Linked DNA regions of Sus scrofa: region 1 is linked to region 2. A link is a contact called in public Hi-C data. All regions are on one chromosome and are shown on one strand. Each heading gives the region's core, a stretch centred on a gene start, on an enhancer-like site or on the middle of the called end of the contact. The rest is flanking DNA. Distances are from core to core; before and after follow the strand shown. Region 1 holds the start of LOC102161210. Region 2 overlaps MARCH3 (membrane associated ring-CH-type finger 3).

Region 1 (4,543 bases), core at 1,772-4,271, 42 kb after region 2:
TCGCAATACTTCTAAGATGACTCCCTGGGTCTCTGAGTAGGTGGCCTGGGACACACTTTTGACCAAGAGGCAGACCAGCCACAGCTTCTCAAGGAGATCCTTGACTTCACATAAGTCTGTCCTAGCTGGGTTGAGGTTCAGGTTCCAAGCTTAGAAGAATTTTAATGAGTCACAGGCGGCTCTCTTAGAGTTTGCCTATGACACAGCAGGTTAAGGATCCGCCACTGTCACTGCAGCAGCTTGGGTTGCTGCTTTGGTGTGGGTTCGATTACCTGGCCCAGGAACTTCCACATGCCAGAAGCGGGGCCAAAAAAACCAAAACAAAACAGTGTATCTCAGGGATTGGGCTTCTTCTACCTTCCAGAGAGAAATGCCGGACAATGTGAGTTAAGACTGGCATAGTCTCCCCAGAGCACTCCAGGAATCCACTGGATTTGGAATAAGGCATAGGTAAGGCTGAGTTGGGGTCTTAATTTACCTTGCTTCCCCCAACAATTTTTTTTAGAATTGGTGCTCACCTGCAATAGGGATATCTCAGGATTCCAAAACCACTTCTGAACACAGGACAAAAGGTGCCATTGTTGAGGACAGAGAGTTAAAACATTACCTATAAATTTCACAAGGCTAGTAAATGCCACCTGGAAATTCTGGAACAGTTATTTGTTGAATCAACCCACAGACTATAATTGTTCTTTTATATCATAAATGCTATTTGTGTGTTTCTCAAACTATGGTGAGGGGATTGCTGACATCAGAATCACCTGGGTGCTTGTTAAAGATGCAGATTCCCAAGCCCTACCTCAAGACTCCCAAATCTAATTTTGGAGATATGAGTCCAGCCCATGAACTGAATTTTTAGGGAGCAACCCAGTTGACACAGGTGGTATCAAGGCAGGAGAATTATTTTGTCTACATAGTTCATCAGAAATGTAAAGATGCAGATAAGGGATTAGAATATTTTCTCCCAAATGTTTAAGTAGCATAAAAATGAAAACAGTATTTCTTATGATGTGTTCTTAAGAACCATCCCAGTTTATTGTACCCACATACAATAAACATAATTATTAAAATGTAATTATGAGCATAAAATTATTAGAAAAAATATCAACTATGCTTCTTAAAAATATGGCCTTTATTTTGTCACCAAAATAATTATACTATTAAAGGAATTTATAGTTTAAGAATCAGTCACTTGCCTATAGGAACTTAATAAGCTGTTATATTTCTCCCATACCCTTTTAGTCATCAGAAGTTTTGTGATAAAGGCTTTTTATTGTTTTTTAAACTATAAATTGTAAACCACTGCAGCTAGTGCTTAGGCTGAATATGAATTTATATCTAAGTTATAAATTCCTAAAAACATGTTTCATTAGAATTACTAAGGCAGTCTTAATGCTAGTAGATTAAATAGCCTCTGTAATAAAGCTCTGTTTACTTCTATTGAGATTTTTGGGGGGGGAAACAGTTCAGTTTTAATGCATTCTTTTAAGAAGCAAAAGAAAACAGTTTTTGATATACATGCTACTGCAAAGCAGTAAACCAGTGTTGCATGGTTATGTGACAAGCACCACATTTCTTTTCTAGAGAGATTTTTTTCCCTCCTATCTACTCACCTCTTCCCAAACCATGCCTATAATTATTTCACAAAATATAATTTGCCATTTCTGTGGAGTCAAACACTCCTTTTCTCCCTCACCAAAAATCACATATTCAGACTGAATGAAAATGGACTTGAGGGGTAGGCTTTGTTTGTAGCGTGTTTCTACTACGGGTTGCCCCCTACCCACGTTCCACCCTAGTGCTCCCACTGAAGTGTGTATGTTATGTTTTAACAGATGGACCAGCTGGTGGCTACTAGGCTGTAAAACAGGGACTGGGAATCTGCAAGCAATGCTATTGAACCGAATGCTCGTAAAGTTCATGGACATACACTGACCCAGACAGACTAGGCAGATCCAGACATGCTTACACACACACTCATCATACACCCCACGGATCAGAGGGTCTATCTCTCTACTCAGAGGAAGTTCAAGGCTGTTTCCTCCTCCATATTTCTCCTTGATTTGCTTATCAATTTTATATACACACAGAAGTACACACATATGTAGGCACATCTACGAATATATGGATAGCTATATAGCTCAGTGTTTTATACATTTTCAAAGATCAAAATATTGCCCAATTCTGTCATCAAGTCTCTACCTAGTACTCCCAATAAGCCCTTATTCATGTCAAATAAGTATTACAAGAAAATATTGGATTCAATTCTATTTGGTCCACACATAACATAAACTATATGTATGTAATTGCCCTCAGACAAAACAGCTACTTTTATGCCTTATCAACGAGAGAGAGAGAGAGAGAGAGAGAGAGAGAGAGAGAGAGAGAAAATAATAATCTATCTTCCACTGAGTCACAAACAAAAAGTGTCAGGTTTAACCTTGAATCCTCTGTTGTCAGTTTCTGTCACAACTTCATCACTTAAAACACAGGCGCTCAAACAAACACCAATCCACCAGCCTGGTGGTGGCTTTCACGGTCTCATCTAGGATTCCCCAGGGTCTCTGGGCATTGGGATAGACAGCAAGTACCCCGGGTGCTAACGAAGTACTTAGGACACACCTTGCAGGTGGACGTGGAGGTCCGAGCACCTCATAATGGATGCGGATTCAAGTGCTAATAGAAAGCAATTACTTTACAAAGTTTAATATCCGTGCTGTCAATTCCTTTCAATAATTGCAAAGCACTGAAGCTCCTGGTACAGAATCTAGCTGGTCACTAAAGTTCTCTCACCCCTAAAGACCCACCCGGACCCCTATGATCGCTGGCTCAGGCTACGCATCAGACAACAGACACGGTTATCTCGCCGCACCGGCTCCTGCGCGTGTTGATTTTTCAGGAACCTGTCCTCAAGCCATCTAGGAACTGCTATCCGCACACCGCTGGGCACGAAGGCCGCCCCTAGCGCGCGTGTCGCCGTCGCAGAGGGCCAGGGGAAGAGTCCCCAGGCCCCACCTAATGATGGCAATTACAACACGCCAAGTTCTTGCGAACACTCAGCCGCGTCCCGGGCCGAGTTGGGACGCTCTGAAACAAGATGTTCGGGTGTGGGGATTCTCGCAAGGAGTGAATCCCGGCAGCCCTGACCTCTTCACAGCCGCCACGCTCCGACGGACAGATCGACACGCGGCAGGACCCGTCCAGTCTCCCCGCTCGCCTAACAGCGCCGAGAGGAGCCGCTCGCCTCGCGCGCGGCCACTCACCCTCATCGCCGAGTCCCGATCGCAAACCGACGCCCCTGCTGTGGATCCTGAATTTCAAGTTGCCCCGAACCGGCGACACCTCTCGCCCTAGCCAACCGGAGCACATTGGCTCGGGCAGGCACCTCGGAGGGAGCACGTCAAGCTCGGCGGCAGCCCCGGCTCAGGCTCAGCAGCTGCCCGGAGCGCGCTGACAATTCACCGACCCGCTCAGCGAATGAGCCGGACAGCGGGGCTGAGGCGACAGGGCTCCGAGGGAGGCGGGGCCGGGCAGCAGTAAGGGCGGAGTCAGCCCGGGGCCGGCCCCGCGGGGCGGGGCGCCCTTCAACCCGTGACTGGCGGAGTCCACAGCCAATCGTGGCGCGCCAGAGCCCGCGGGTGTCGCGGGCTGTGAGGAGCGCCCTTCTCCGCCCCGCCGCCGCGGTCCAATCGCCAGCAGCGGAAGGCTGGCGGAGAGACGCGCCGGCGGCGGGGAAGTTGGCTGGGGTGAGGAGCTGGGGCCGCAAGGCTGGTGCTGTAGGGGCGGCTGTGGCCGGCCCCCGACGCCTTGGAAGCGAAGAGGCGGCCCCGGAAGACCCCTGGCTGAGAGAGGCCAGGGGCCAGCCGGAGTCTCCGCGTGTCGGCTCCCGGTGGAGCGAGAAGCCCAAGCCCCACGCGGACCGAGACTGGGCCGACACCGCCCACCCCTGGCGCCTGCAGGAGGTGCGGAACTTGGCGGCCCCAAAGGAGGTCCAGCGGTCGGAGGAAACCAGGTGCCAAAGAGGGTGAGTCCCGGGCCAGAGGACTGGAGGCCCGGGCCTGAAGCTGGGAGCTCTGGGCTCCCAGAAAGGTTCTGATTGCGTTCTGATGGTTACCTCCGAAACACAACTCCAACTCTGCCAGCCCCCCAGAAAGTTGACGACACGCCCTCTCATCACTGCCCTTCACACCACCGGCAGCGGGGACCTGACCAGGGGCCTCGGCTCCCTTCCCGACCCAAGGCGCCCCAGCACTTGTGCAGAGCCCGAGAGTGAAAAGGTGGCTCGGCCACGAGAACCGGCGGGCTGGCTCCCGCAGCGGTGGCTCTCCCCGCCGCTGTCCCTGGGGTCCGCCAGAGGGACCAGTACCGTCTGTCTTCGCGGGAAGGAACGCCGCAGTCGGCACTCTCTCGCTCCCTCCCCTTTGTCAGTTCCCAGTCCTAGCTCAGAGTGGCCCCAGCCTGGTCGTGGCGGGCCTGGGGGCAGCCTGAGCTCCCAGAGTCAGTCGTGGTTGAGTGCCCCGTAGGAAGGCTTTGTGAGCTTTGC
Region 2 (4,790 bases), core at 232-2,731:
TTCTCCTTAACAACTCTTAGCAGTGACAAAGCCTTCTTGTGGCGTTGGCTGCGCACACCTTCATTATCTTCCCTCTGCAAGACGGGCACTGGATTAAGAGACATGTGGAGGAACCGCATAGCTGGATGACACCTATACCGCCCAGTGACTCCTGCTTGCCCCAAAGGGGAGGTGACTCTGGCTTCCCATGAGATCTGCTTATTTTTCAGCCGTGAAGGGACAGGGGATCCCTTCTGAAAAGCTGGCCTCAGGGTGGCAGGGAAGGGAGAGCAAGTGATCTGGCAGGGCTGTGCTGCCCCCGTCCCTCTCTGGGGACAGGAACTAGCCCTCTGCCCACGACCAGGCTTTCCTGTGAGTCTCTGAGGCCACAGGCCGGTCACTTCCTTGGCTCAGGATCGAGTATCACAAGCAGCAAAGGGGCAGCTCGGAACTCCGACTGAGAGAGGGCAGGGATCTAAATAGGGCAGGGCTTGGATTCTCCCATTTGGCTGTCGGCAAAGGCGATCGGAAGTGGCGGCAGACTCAGAATGCAGACCCCGCAGGGAGCTAACTTTGGACTTGAACAGTTTACTCTGGGCCCCAAATCCTCCCTCGCTGCCAATGTGACTTATGATGCTGCGGTCAGTCTACCAAGGCTCCTGTGGCCGAGAAGCCAGATCCCTCAGCTTCCTTTCCATCTGTGCCCTCACCCCATCCCAAACCCTTCATGGGGCAGCCAATCAGAAGGAGCACAGGATGCTAAGGGGTCTCTTAAAAGAGGCCCACACCAAAGCAAAGACTCCCAACCCAAGGAAAGCACTGGAAGCCTATGTTCCTTTATCTTTTTCTTGTCTTTTATCTCTGGCCAGCTTCCTTCCTGTTTTTCATATTTTATCAGTGGTGGCTATTTTTTTTTTTTTCAATTCTGAACATCAAAAAATTAACCAGAAAATGTGGAAACTGCTACCATAAGACTGAGAGAGAGAGAGAGACTTATTAATGTGAGGCTGAAGCCAGGTAAAGCCTGCTTGTAAACTGCAGCTGACCCTAGAGGGGCCTGGGGGTGAGGGGATATTATACACTGTGAGTGTGGGATCTTGTAATTTTAGGGGGATGAGAGGGAAGGCAAAGCCAGGATTTCTCAGGGAACTGGGATGCTGTTAGGCCTTTAAATGTGATTTCCTGAGAAGGGAATGTGTCAACCCTTAAAGAGGGCAGTGGGTCTGGGATGGGCCAGGTGAACTGAGGAGGGGGAAGAGGGTTGAGGAAAACTCTTAGTGATTCTCTTTATTCAGAAAAGAAACTCTGGGATAATCCAAACTGGAGTCAAGGTGTTCGGGAAATAAGCAGGATAGAAATACCTTCTACGCCAGGACGGGGGATGTGCAAAGGAGTTAGAAAAGCCAAGCAGAGGTTAGGTCCAGCCAAGGGGCAGCACACTGGAGAAAAAGTGCAGGAGGCAAAGCCCAGAAGACCAGGGAACCAGATGGGAAACAGGCGGCTGCTCCAGGGCCTGCGGGATCAAGGCCAGAGCCCAGCCCAGGCCTCAAGTAAAAACAGAAGGAGCTGGAGTCTCTCAGAGCCAGTTGTGCTTCTTAAATATTCTTGGGTCATAGGTCCCTTTTAAAATCTGAGGAAAACTTTAGAATTGCTACTCAGGAAAGTGCACTTATGCTCATATTATTCCCCCTTCACTTCTGGGGATTCATAGGTCCTTGCAGACTAAGTCACAGACCCAAGGTTATGAGCCCCAGGCCCAAAGGATGCTCCTAAGCACTGAAAGAAGAGGAGTGATAACAGGAAATACTTGCAGGATTGTTTAATCCGTTAAACCTCTGGCAAACTAAGTGGAACAATATGAGACCTGGCCTGAAACTGACCTGAATAATCCATAATTTACAATAAAGGCTAGTGAGGCACCCGGACAATATGTAGGTGAGTCCGGTGGAGAGGGGGGCGCTGGGAGGGTGGGAGGGAGGTCTCAGAGGCAGCCCTGAAGAAAAATTGGGAAACCAAAGGTGTAGGGAGTGTTTGGCAAGAAAACGGCTCCCCTCTTCACCCCCAGGGGAATGGGAGAAAGTTTTGCGGTGGCAGGAGCAAGTTAATTCAGAACAATGTCAATGACCCTGGATGATGGGTCTTTGCTTTCTGGAGCCACTCTTGGCTTTTGTCATATTTGTTTTACACTAAATTGCAACACATGGTTATGTCTAAAAAAAAAGAAAAGAGAAGAAAGAAAATACTTACTTGCGACAGCAAGCCTATACTTGAAATGATGCATTTTTTAAACAAGGCATTGTTACTTTTAATCTAGTTATTTGAATAAACCAGAACTTTATTTTTGAAAAGCTGCGTCTTGGAAGGTTTGGGAGGAAAGGGGTTGTAGCTCTTTTTGCTCTTAGTAAATTATGTGATAGGTGTAACTGGATGTTTTTGTGTTAATACCAGAGCATTTTCTTTTTGTATGGATAAATTTTTGGTTTTGGAGGGGAGGCTCTGGTTCTGAAAATACACACTGGTTTTTTTTTTTGTTTTTTGTTTGTTTTTGTTTTGTTTTGTCTTTTTAGGGCCACACTCGCAGCATATGGAAGTTCCCAGATTAGGGGTCAAATTGGAGCTGCGGCTGCTGGCCTACCACAGCCATAGCCATAGCCATAGCCAACAGATCCTCAACCCACTGAGCAAGGCCAGGGCTTGAACCTGCGTCCTCATGGATGCTAGTCAGATTCATTTCCACTGAGCCACGATGGGAACTCCTGAAAATACACAGTGGTTTTTGACTCTTAAACATGCCTTTGTCAGGAGAAAGCCTGACCTTGGGAGCATGACTCTCTTTGGTCTGTGGGTACAGAACACGTGAGGACCAGTGAGGTGGACTGACTGAGAAAACTTATCTTTTTACAAAAGAAAGAGATTGTTTAGCTCATTCACAGAACATGCCCCGAGTGTAAGTCCATTGCAAGCATATCTAATGGTACAAAGATTTATAGAAATATGCTCACTGTCTAACGTTCCCCAAGGATATGTAGAGCATACTCTAAATATACATAAGAAAGTGCACAGAATTAGGAGTCAGAAGACCTGAATCAAGTAGACTCAGAAACTAAACTGTAAGGTACATGACCTCGGCTAATTATTTACCACTTTAGACAGAGCCCAAGTGCCCTACTTGCAAATAAGACTAAAAATGCCTGCAACCTCCCTACCCTACAAGCAGCATCATTTGTGAGCAGTGAGTGAAATATCAGAAATTAAAGCATTTGTGGGAGTTCTCCTTGTGGCTCAGTGGAAACAAATCTGACCAGCATCCATGAGGATACAGGTTCGATCCCCGGCCTCACTCAGTGGGTTAAGGATCCGGCGTTGCCGTGAGCTGTGGTGTGTCACAGATGTGGCTCAGATCCTGTATTGCTGTGGCTGTGGTGTGAACCAGCAGCTCCAGCTCCAGTTGGACCCTTAGCTTGGGGCCCTAAAAAAAGATTAAAAAAAAAAAAGAAGAAGAATTAAAGCATTTGAAATCTTTAAAGTACCAAATGAAATAACATTATTATACAAAGCTGAAGAATTTTTTGAAAACTTAAGCGTATTTAATTTTTTTGTGTGTCTACTTTGAACAAAGCATTCTTTGAATTATAGACGTGAAAATAAGTCCTTCAAAGAGCTTTGTTTGTGATTTGAAAAATTAAAATAAGAAAGCTTAAAAATTAAAATAAGAAAGTTAAGGGTCAGATTACAAAGCTGAAAATTTCGGTAATGAAGAGTTTTCCAAATACTTCAAAGTTGAATGTCCTTACATCCAAATGAATAGAAAGAAAAACAACTTCATTTAGATAGGCCAGATTAAGTAAAATGAGTATTTGAAACATTCTAAACAAGGACAAGGCAATAGATATCTAAGACTCAATTTTACATATTACTGTTGAGAGGAATATGTAAAGTAAATAAATTTGAGCTGAATCATGCGATGCTTTTATTTTTTTTCATCTCAAAAGGACTTCTGACCCCTGCCCACACACCCATGTGTAGGACAAGTGTTTGCATGAGCAGTTTAGGGTCTCTTCGACAAAGAAACTTGAATTTCTACCAGGGATGGTGAGATCAGTATAAGCATTTGTCTTCCTTGATGCTAATGAGATGATACTAAAAGGAGGCGGAGGGACATAACAGGGGAGCAACTGGGGAAGGAATATCAGGGAAAGAAGACAGACTTCAGATTTCTGGAGGGCAAGGAGGGAGTGGCAAAGAGAACAGAGCGGATGATGGTTAATTTCATGTGTCGACTTGGGGAGGCGGTGGCGGCCAGCGGTTTGGGCAAACACTAGTCTAGATGTTGCCGTGAAGATGTTTTGTAGATGTGATGAACATTTATGATTTTTTTTTTATTAATTATCTAAAAGCCTTCATTTATTTATTTATTTTTGTCTTTTTGCTATTTCTTGGGCTGCTCCCACGGCATATGGAGGTTCCCAGGTTAGGGGTTGAATTGGAGCTGTAGCCACTGGCCTACACCAGAGCCACAGCAATGGAGGATCTGAGCCGCGTCTGCAACCTACACCACAGCTCAGGGCAACGCCGGATCGTTAACCCACTGAGCAAGCGCAGGGACCGAACCCGCAACCTCATGGTTCCTAGTCGGATTTGTTAACCGCTGCGCCACGACGGGAACTCCTGATTGTTTGATTTTCTGTAAAGGAGATTACCCTCCATAATGCAGTAAGCTGGGGGAGAGGGGTTTGACCAGTCAGTTTATGAGCAAAAAATGGAGGTTTCTCAGAGGAGAAGGAACTCGGCCTCAACACTGTAACATAGAA

What was found. Hi-C and Micro-C count contacts between places; a contact is called where the count stands out from the background.
Region 1: a Hi-C map of liver shows a contact between it and region 2, with 4 times the contacts expected there. The contact joins the promoter of LOC102161210 here to the enhancer-like site in region 2. A contact is called at or near these places in 1 of 5 promoter capture datasets (fetal liver) and 5 of 47 Hi-C or Micro-C datasets (fetal heart ventricle, fetal liver, heart right ventricle and 1 more).

The regions. Positions count from the first base shown.
Region 1 is chr2:130,022,900-130,027,442 of Sscrofa11.1, forward strand. LOC102161210 reads left to right here and starts at 3,022. Exons shown (of 6, transcript XM_021085157.1): 1 at 3,022-3,321; 2 at 3,382-3,536; 3 at 3,697-4,024. The coding sequence starts at 3,022. It overlaps MARCH3 (membrane associated ring-CH-type finger 3), which reads right to left and starts at 3,481. Exons shown (of 5, transcript NM_001244831.1): 1 at 3,264-3,481.
Region 2 is chr2:129,982,835-129,987,624 of Sscrofa11.1, forward strand. All of the region lies in intron 1 of MARCH3 (membrane associated ring-CH-type finger 3), which reads right to left. Among named protein-coding and RNA genes, the nearest start is that of MARCH3, 41 kb to the right of the region's middle. Within about 2 kb of position 1,482, at least 14 of the 83 cell types and tissues checked have an H3K27ac peak or open chromatin away from gene starts, as enhancers often do. A contact at or near this core is called in liver, where this site is marked.